2 separate regions of the Zea mays genome follow, and region 1 is linked to region 2. Evidence: chromatin contacts called from public Hi-C data. All regions are on one chromosome and are shown on one strand. Each heading gives the region's core, a stretch centred on a gene start, on an enhancer-like site or on the middle of the called end of the contact. The rest is flanking DNA. Distances are from core to core; before and after follow the strand shown.

Region 1 (5,097 bases), core at 267-2,766, 180 kb before region 2:
TCTCTGTTGGGTGCACAGCATCGTAAAATACATAGGATGAGATATTTTTGCAGGTAGGAGTGAATGCATTGCACAACAGAGCAACCTCTCTGAGCCCAGTCCCACAACATCCTCGTGTTGTCTCTGTAAATCCTGTTGTTGTGGCAAACCTTTATCAGAATTGATGTGGTCAACAGCAAGTCAATCTCTTGGCTGACTTGAAGAAAGAACTTAATAATAATAATAATAATAATAATAATAATAATAATAATAATAATAATAATAATAATAATAATAATAATAATAATAATTCATTTTGCAATTGAATTACTAAGTGTTTGGTTTTCTGCCAGCCACTAGGTTTTGGTGGCCAAGTTTAGTACTGTGGTGTTCAATAATACTGCATCGGCTAGGATTTATGGCATTATCTCTGAATTTTGTTCAAGAACTTGAAGTCTGCGATCAACTTCCATCACAGCTCCAGCCTCCTAGTGCATAAGCCATGGAATTAACAGAAAGCATTACCATATTTGGCCGGGTTCTCCAGGATTTCCATGAGAGCTCTGTATGCATCCACGTACACAATTCTGCTTCCATGGAGTGAGCCTTGCAACTTTGCAAGAAGTCTTTGAAGTTTAGAGTTGTAGACATGAGCATCCCAGTTTTGCTCATCCACACATGCCCTGTCAGGGTCTCCGCTCAACGTGATTTGGATAGGTGTGCAGCCAAACGGCGGAAGGCCTGCCAAACAGAACTGTCGCCCCCCAAGGTCATACAGTTCCTGCATTCAGAGTTACAGTAGGGAATCGAAGGTAAAGTTATGCCTAGTTTCTGAAGTGTAGTATAAGAATTCAGTAGAGATAAGATAACTCAGAAGGAGGAAATGCCTATTTTTACCTTGACATAAACCTGTACCATCTGGAGAACAATATCCTGGTAGTCACCAATCTCCATCTTCCTCTTCTTTGGCGAACGGTAGTAGTGTGAGAAATCGTTGGTCCCCGAGCTGATAAAGATCAGAGATCTGGCAACGATCCTGGAAGCCTCCTTGTCCCCAACGATGCCTCTGAGCCGGAGCAGGTAGTCCTCGAAGAGGTCCACCTGTTTCGACATCGGCAGAGTGTTGGACAGCCGCGACGTCTGGTCGTTGAATCCTGACCCAGCCGAAGCGAAGTTCACCCCCGTCGCGACGTCGCTGTTCGGAAGCCTTGCGTCCAGAAACGGCGGCGAGAACTCTTTGAGCTGCAGCCTCTCGTTGAGGAGGTCTGGGATAAGCCGGCCGTCGGAAAACCTCCCCGTCGGTTTCTTCCCTGGGAAGTCCCTTCCGTAAGGAGCATGGTTCGCCACAGCTACCGTGGGGAGATGGTTGTTGTTGCCGGTGTCGAGAACCGAGTCGCCGAAGTAGAAGACGGCAGAGAACTTCGGCTGGGTTCTCTTGGAGGAAGGAATGGCAGTGGAGGAGAGGAAGAGCAAAAGAATTAGTAGGAGAAGAGGGTGGTGTGCCTGTGCCATCAGGAGTCAGGACGATCTGCTTGCCTGCGCTTTAACTCAGATGATGCGTGTTACGTTGTATATTCTAGACTAGAGGGCCCTTGCATTGCATGTCTAATAAATTTGGGAATATCTAGCTGATTTTCTGTAACCAGCAAATCTTCTGCTAACAGTTTTTATAAATACCATTTTTTTTTTGAGCTCGTGATTTGTTTGATTGTCTTTCTAGAGCTGAAGACTATGTGGCTTACTGTCGGTGGACGTCATGCAACGCTTATGCTGGTTATTATGCCGAGTGCAGAATTTGGCGCAGAGTGAATATGCTGATGTAATTTCTGGTATATTTTTTTTCTTTTATCATGGAGTTCAGATTCCCGTTTCAGATTTGTGCGTTGTAGTTCAGATTCTATATTGAGTATCCAAATACGGTTTGGCTATAGTAAAGTGGCAGCGATTCTAGTTGCTATCCCATTTATTTTGTATATGAATACAATTATTTTGCTTGTGATTTTCTTTGGAGTAATAACTTCTATTTTTTTATTTTATTTTGTCATTCTGTTTGAAGCAAATATTTTCCGCAAGGAAACAATTTACAGATCAATATTTGCTGTAGGACAACGAGTACACGCCATACACACACAACACTATATGGCTGGTGTGTTGGATTGGAGGGTTTCTCGTTTGATTGGTGTCAGTCGGGAGTCGGGACAAGCTGCAAGCTCACGGGACGTTGGAGCGTATAGGCCTGGCTAAATGAGATTGTCCAGCGCGTTCCACTTCCCCACATGGTAATCTTCTACCACTATTTGAGTTAAAGGTGTTCAGAGTTGAAGTCGCAAAAGTCTGACGAGAAAGAGCTGAACTTCCAGAAATGTATACCGTGTTTGGGAAAAAAAAAAGATTTTTCTTAGGAAAAAAACCATAACCATGGAGATTGGGAGAGAGATAGAGAGTCATGTATGGAGCAGATGTAATTCAATCAGTAGAGCATTATTAATAAGCTTTTCTATAAATATGGGGTTCAATTCCTTGGGCCTCCCAATTATTTTTGTTGAGACATTTTATCTTCATAATAATGATTATTATACGACCGCGGTATCGTAGCCCATGTGAGAAACGATCGTGACCGAGCCTTAGACTTGAGAGGATTTTTTTAACCACATCCTAAAATTCACTCCCATGAGGAGTCAAACCTAGGACATGAGGAGTGCTACTCATATCACATAACCAATTCGGCTAGAGTCTCTTTCACATCGTTGCACTATATAAATTTATAGAAAGTAACAATATTATTTATGGCACCACATTAACTTCATTATTAGTTACAATTATGATATTTAGTTTTACAATTTTCCTCTTTAATATGGTAGATGTGGATATTATTCTCAAATTAATCCGGTCAAACTTAGGCCAAACTTGATTCCTTAATAAGTAGTTAATAGCTAAATATGTATATGTTACTACAGATAAAAAATAGCATCTTCAAGGAAAAACATAGTAACAGCATTTGTTTTGAAGAACCGCACGAGTAACTGGAAATTGTACACGAGTTACAGAGCGCAAACACTCGTGTTTTTTTTTAAAAAATAAATTGAGTAGTAGAATTGCCAATTATATTAATAAAGAAGATAGTTCAGATTACACAAGCGACAATACCACAGAAAATAAAACAAAAACATTAAGACCGGCTATAACAAGCTATTGTCAACAAAAGCAAAGAAAACAATAAGACATCAACATCTAACCCCTACTATAGATTAGTAGGAGACAAAGACCTTCATTACTAGTTCCTAGAAGGTAGAGCCTTTAAACCTATTAGGCCTAGTTTGAATACTTGTAATGAGTGTGATTGGAGTGGATTGAAATGTATTGAGGGAATATTTGACCTATTGGAGATTTACACCCTCTCCAATCCCTCCAAAACCCTCCAATCCTAAAGTTTCCAAACTAGGCCTCAATGATTTGATGAGATCTAGTGGCAACAATTCTTTCTATCAGCCTAATGTTTTACACTGCGTCATCATCAAGCTTCCCATCGTTCCCAACAACGTCTAAATCTTTTTAACACACTATGTTGTACAATATAGACACTTCAACAAAGCGAAGACATGTAGTAGGATTTGTGATTATGTCTTATTATCATGGTATATGGTGAAGCAGTATGTATAAGAGGACATGCCACATCCTTCTTCATCCTAGTTGTGGTATACAAAGAAGACAATGCATAAGTCGAAGCATAGATTCCCATTGGGGCTAACCCCAAAGGGGATCATGTCATTTGTTTAGGGCTTTGGAGCTACCAACGACGCCACCTTAGCTAAAGTCAATTTAAAGGTGATTCTTCATACTCCCCTCAATCTAGTTGAGGACGATGAGTGAAGTGGCCATGCACATCCTTCTTGTCCCTGTAGTGGAGGTAGAATGGATATTAATAGCTAACTGTACATGGGGTGTCACCCCTAGAACAAAATACTTTATGGTTTATAAATAAGTTGCATGTTGCCACTTTACCGTCCATTCCCTATTTCTGAATTTTTAGCTAGGATTCCCTTTGCCATTCGGCTTCTATAGGCCCTCCATGAGTCTTTGCCATAAACTTGTTGTCAAGGGTCAATCCCATCAATGTTTAGATGTAGTTGTTCAGTTAGAGGCTAGGACCATATAATAGGGATGAGAGGAGACACGGCCAGGAAATGGGAAAACAAGCATGCACATTGGGTAATTTTTTCTTAACATTGCGTTGAGCAAAATTATCCCATGGATACAGGCCTGATGAGCCCTAGAGCAATGTACCATGCTTGGATCGACTAGGCGTGGCAGAGAGCGATTTTAGAAAGAAGGGTTTGTAGCAATGAGAGCACACCTTTTTAAAGTCAAAGTTGAAAGGGTACATAACATAAATGGAAGACTTAAAGAGTTTAGGAACATAACTTCAATTTTGTCTTCTAGATATCTTGTCAATGTAGAGGGTCAAACTCCATAGCCATTGGGGATAACGCGCTACTGAGGCTATAGCTTAGTTGAGGCCTTCTCATGGAGAGAGGAGTCGGTACTCACCTCTGCTAGGCCTTTTCCTCCAATGGATATGGGCACCGAGGCAAAGAGGTCGAATGGGCAAAGGCCATTATCTGTAGCTCCTGAGCCTTGTTGGAGCTTGGTCAATCAAGCAACACCACCATTCTAGTCTTCATCCCATCTAGACCTCCTTCTTTATGCCATGGCCATGGCTAAGGGACGTGGAGATCAAGAGGGTGACATAGTCTTGATAGCTTTCACACCTAGATTTTAGGCTAAACCTAGATGTACCTCATATGTGTGCCATGATCAAGCTTCACGCATATGATGACTCAATGTATAGTAGCCAATGTCACAAGCTTTATTATATATTGAAACTATCTTACAAAATATCTGGAATGGAATAAACCGAGCTAAGATAACTTTCTCCACAGGCGTGGTTGACTGGAAGATGACAACCTAGATCTCATTGTAGTTATCCTCCTCTGGCAGTACCTGCTCTTGACCTGGGTAGTGATTATAACAATAGTGAGCTCCCATATGGTCATCACTCAGCAACTGTGGAGGAAAAAGTGTAGTGTAATGCTTACCAAGGAAAATGGTTGAGGCTAA
Region 2 (5,076 bases), core at 109-2,608:
CAGCCAGTTAAAGAAGAGGCATCCGAATTCGATGCGCGAGTGTTGGTAGTTGGTACAGGACTGTAAGAAGGACAAGCAGCAGGTAGATTGGGAGTGGATCGAGAGCGCTTACGTATCCCTTGTCGCGCGCGACGTCCAGCGGAGTCCTCCCGCGCGCGTCGACCGCCGACGTGTCGGCGCCCATGTCCACCAGCACCGCCACCGCCTCGGCCTCGCCGGCCGCGGCGACCGCGTGCAGGACCGTCCTCCCCTCGCGGTCACGCGCGGCCAGCGCCTCGGGCCCCAGCCGCCTCAGCTCCCCGCAGTCCCCCCTGGCGGCCGCCGCGTGCAGCGGCGCCCACTGCTGCTCGCCGGCGTCGGGCGCCGCGGCGGCCTGCTGGTGCTCCAGGAACGGCAGCAGGTGCGGCTGCCGGCGCAGGATGAGGCGCACGGCCGCGGCGTCTCCGGCGTCCGCGGCGAGGCGGAGAAGGTACGGCCCGCCGAAGAACACGCGGAGGCGGACGGCCCTGACTCCGCCCCCGCCGCCGCCGCCGTCGTTGCTGCTTCCCACGGAGTCGAGGCGCGCCGCGGAGAGCGAGGACAGGACGAGGAAGCGGTCGGCGCGGGAGCGCGGGAAGGACGGCGGCGCGTGCGGCTGCGGGCGGAGCACGACGCGCAGGGACGCCGAGGAGAGCGGCGGCACGGCGCCGCGCGGCGGGCTGACGAGGAACTTGAGCGGGGAGGAGGTCTGGACCTTGAAGGCGACGGGGAGGGACGGGTGCAGGGAGCGGAGGCGGAGGTCGGCGCGGCACTTGGCGTTGGGCTTGAAGTCGATCATCACCTCGTCGTCCTCCACCTCCAGGAGATGCTCGGGCGCCGGCGCGGAGGAGGCTGCTTCCGCCGCGGCCATTTTCTAGCTAGCTTGGAACGGGGAGCGAGCTCGAGGAGCTCGCCGCGCGAGAGTATAGTATGGAAGGAGAGGAGTGCCCGGGGGCCGGGGCAATGGAATGGTGTGGCTATCTACCTAGGACGACGCTTTTCACGTCACGCTGCTGGATGGATGGGCGAGAAAGGAATGTTGATCTTCTGTGCCACTGCGATATATGGCGTGAGGCGTGAGCACTCGGCAGTCGGCAGGACACATCATGCAGCGGCGTCCCCCGGTACCGGTACCTTGATGACCACAGCTCTGCACATAGTCCGTGCGGATTCCCTGGACGGGGAGATGGCTGGATCCCTTGTGGCCCTCGAGTGCATGATAAACAAAGGGACCATTGGGGAATGATGGAGCAGGGCTACGTCTACGGGCGAGCAGGCGGCAGGCCCGCACGCGTCCCATTCGGAAGAACAAGCAGCCACCGGGCACACTACTGTGCCCTCGTGAAAGGACCCCATGCCAACAGGCCACTTCCTCGCGCGACGTCGCCGCCGCGGCTGTGCAGCCATGTGCCGACGCCCTCCCCTCAAATTGCTGTTTGTCGCGGACGAATCGGCACGAAACCCGGGCTTGGCGCCTTGGCCCCGTCCGCGTGCTCCAGCGTCACGCACGCATTATGGGCCTGTTTGGTTTGTGGCTAAATGTGCCACACTTTGTCTAAGGTTAGTCGTTCGAATTGAATAACTAACCTTAGGCAGAAAAGTTAGGCAAAGTGTGGCAACTGAGGTAGTGAACCAAACAGGCCCTATATACGCGCGGCTTGGCTCTACGCGCCTGCCCGCAGGCCCCGGTCAGAAGTAGAAAAAATATATATATACGTACCCCTCCTGCGTCCCCTGCCTGTCGCCGCTACGAAACAACTCTTTACCCTTCTCGTTTTTATGCGTCGTGCATCATGTGCAAGCGGTAGAACTCGCGCGCCGTGCATGAAATGCTTGCAGCATATATATATATGTGACAGAGAGTTTCAGGATAGAAATTCGAGCGTGTCAATGAGTCATCATCATATCTGTATACTCGGAGTTTAGACAGCTAGGCCTTGTTTTTTTAATCCAAGGAGATATTTCCTCCGGTCTAAATTATATAGTACTTTGATTTTTATAGATATATTTATTTTACTATATACGGTACGGAGTTTTCAGTTTGATGCGTTCGATGATGTTGTACATAAAAAGTAGTCAAATCCCAACCGGTTCGAAGATAAACCCAAGTTTTACCGGTTTTCTTGACTCCAGACTTCAGACTGCTTTTTTAGGCCCAATCCCGTGGCGCATGTGATTTTTAGGCCTAATTTAGATTGGGCCGATCCATCTATGTCGCGCAGATGGGCCTATGACCTTTAGTCCGAACCCAAATTTCTGCAAACTGAACGGACATGTCTGCCCCGAGCTGTCCCATTCTTCCTAAAAAAACAGGAATGTTACTTTAACATAGGAATTGAAAGTCATATGAATACTGAATCAAAAAGGGTATGTAGTTCTGCGAGGACAGAGAGGCTCGGGCCTACTAGCAATGGCACCAGTCTGTATTCTTTTTAATCAAAAGCAGTGCTGACCAGCATGCTGCATGTATGGTTTTGGTACTTTGGAAGTTTTTGGATCTGACAACTGACTGAGACGCGAACTTATGGCGTCAGGATTCAGCGTCCTCCCTTTTTCCGTATAATTCATCTTTTCTTATTTAATGTTAATGTTAACATTTAGCTGTCAAAATTAGTTCTCGTCGATCAAAACAGTCTTATTTATAATTAAATCAAAACAGTCTTATTTATAAACTAACTACCCCTTCGATTTTTTAGTTTATGTTTGTTAGTATAAAGTTGAACGTCAAATAAAAAAAATGGAGGTAGTACTTAGCTAGAGCTCTGCTGGAATACATATCTCCTGCTATTCATGTGCGGATGTGCCAGGTTGAGCCACTTCTTCCTCTCCAAGGACGTCTCCAGATCAGAACAGTCGCCCAGAAGACGTTCCAGCTGGAAGACTGGAACACATATCTGCTGCCATTCATGTGCGTTCTTGTAGAGGCACCTCTCCCATAATCCCCATTCGTCCTCCACTTGGCTCAGCTGGAATATAATTTCGGTTTCCACAGATGCTAATATGTACGTACCTACCAACGCAGTGGATTCAAACCGGTCCTAAATTAAACATGTCACGCACAGCAAAACTCGTGTAAAAAAGAGGAGTGCCAAGACACGAGCACGGCTCGTGATGTCAACTGATGCTAACCCCCGTGAAATTAGGTCATCCGAGTCGGTGGTGGCGGCGGCAGTACAGGACGTCAGCACATGCACATGGTCGCGGCAGGTTTTGGTTGTACTGAGGGAGTCGCCACCAAATAATTTCGGGGCAATTCCCCGCATAACATCGAAAAATATACATATTTCTTATGTGTCACTGCCTTCACATATTATACACATAAAAAATTTACATATATATCACTGGGTGATACATAATAAATGAGCATAAAATCTGATAGTATACAAAAAAAATTTTCCAATAATTTCACGGTGAAAGTGACACTCACGTTTTGAAAACAGCACAGAAAGAATTTGTTTTCCTCATAAATTCTTTTTATTTTTATAATTTTTTACCATTTCTCTTTTTATCAGTACTAGTGTTAACATATTTAAGCCCTCATGACGAAATCTTTTATTGAGATTATCCGAAGCAGTAGCGAGGCGCGTGAGGTCCAGGCAGGCAGGCTTTGCAGCGTGCAGGCTTTCCACTTTCGGGGCACCCACCGTCACGTGGGGGGAGCATGCGGCATATTCTCATTTGATTGACATGTTGGCCGACGCTCATGGCGGAGCAGCAGGACACACACCAGCCGGCAGCCGACCCAGCAATTGCCTGCGCTGCTATTGCTGAGCAGTCGGTGGTCACTAGTCAAAATACACACCTTCTAGTACGGAGTACTTAGCTCAGGCGCCTTTCCAACCTCTTAATTAAACCACATGTCTGATCCGGACGTTAATAAACAGTAGGCAAAATTGTCCCTTTTCTTTTTGCGCGCGTCAAAAATGGATTGTTGCGCCTCTTGGAACTCGGAACCAGGCCAACCCTCCTTTGCTGTTGGTTTGCCATCCAATCCACCCTCCCTAGCTCCTCTCCGTTCGTCACCGGGTTGCTTGGAAGCAAGCAATTGCCCTCCAACAGTGGCAGCTGACAGCCGTTGCAGAGGCGCGGCTCAGGGGAGCAGTACAAAAATCCAGGCAGAATGGGCAACGAAATTCGATCTGGAAATCAACCAACCAGTATTGAGTTTGTGATCTAAATTTTGAAAAAGACGGCCAAGTTGAGGGAGACCCATCGTCGGAAGGCTTGGATCGGAGATCGTTCACTACTCACGTTAGGGTTACGCCTCTATAAATACACTTGTAATCCGCAAAAGATCGTTACCTCATTATAAATCTCCTGCGATCTGTAACCACCTGAAAAATAGTGATATTGTTGTTAGTTAACGCCCGTACTTTTTTCTCTTTCACTTTTGGAAAGGTTTTCATAACAACCAGCACGCCATATGCCCCTGTTGCTTCGTTCATTCTCCTCTTTGCACGTACGTACGTACGTACTGTACGCGGTGGCGGAGACACGCAATAATAATTTCACCGCAGCGCCAACCAGACTCGTATGCTTACTGCGAAAGCCAACATGTCATAAGTCGTTACTGTCCACTGTCCAGCCCTAGTGTTGTGACTGTGAGTACCCTCTACCACTCTACTACGTACCTTTGGGGTTGCTGGTAGAAAGCTACTGCAGCTAGTACAATGCAACCCTAAAAAGGAGAGGCTACAGGGGGCAGCTAGCGTACAATTTCTGGAGCCCTTTTTCGTCGCTGCGTTCAAGAACTGATGATATTCGTGCTATCATGAGTTCAAGACATGTCTTTCAGAATTAATGGAGCCGGCAAGGCTTAAAACGCTCATCACCGACGATGACAACCCTAGTTTTGTGATTAGGGTTTGATATGATCGTCCACACACACTTCCAGGCTTTAGTTAATGCCAATCACACAGATACGGTGATGACCCGGGACAGTGTGGTGGGGTTTGGACACTGAAATGTTGAATGATGGAGGGACGGAGGTCACATGTTTGCCATTAAGAAACAACAGGGGTACGTACACTATCCGTATAGACCAGATCGAGAGAGAGA

Evidence for each region. A called contact is a pair of places that touch in the nucleus more often than the background predicts.
Region 1: a contact with region 2 is called in a Hi-C map of ear, with 4 times the contacts expected there. The contact joins the promoter of LOC100194260 here to the promoter of LOC103636536 in region 2. A contact is called at or near these places in 5 of 25 Hi-C or Micro-C datasets (bundle sheath, ear, leaf and 2 more) and 1 of 3 datasets of contacts at active chromatin or transcription factors (leaf).

Annotation. Positions count from the first base shown.
Region 1 is chr8:176,517,869-176,522,965 of Zm-B73-REFERENCE-NAM-5.0, reverse strand. It overlaps LOC100194260, which reads right to left and starts at 1,516. Exons shown (of 4, transcript NM_001139299.2): 1 at 877-1,516; 2 at 505-760; 3 at 1-132. The coding sequence starts at 1,491.
Region 2 is chr8:176,334,665-176,339,740 of Zm-B73-REFERENCE-NAM-5.0, reverse strand. LOC103636536 (protein VAPYRIN) reads right to left here and starts at 1,358. Exons shown (of 2, transcript XM_008658882.3): 1 at 113-1,358. The coding sequence starts at 889.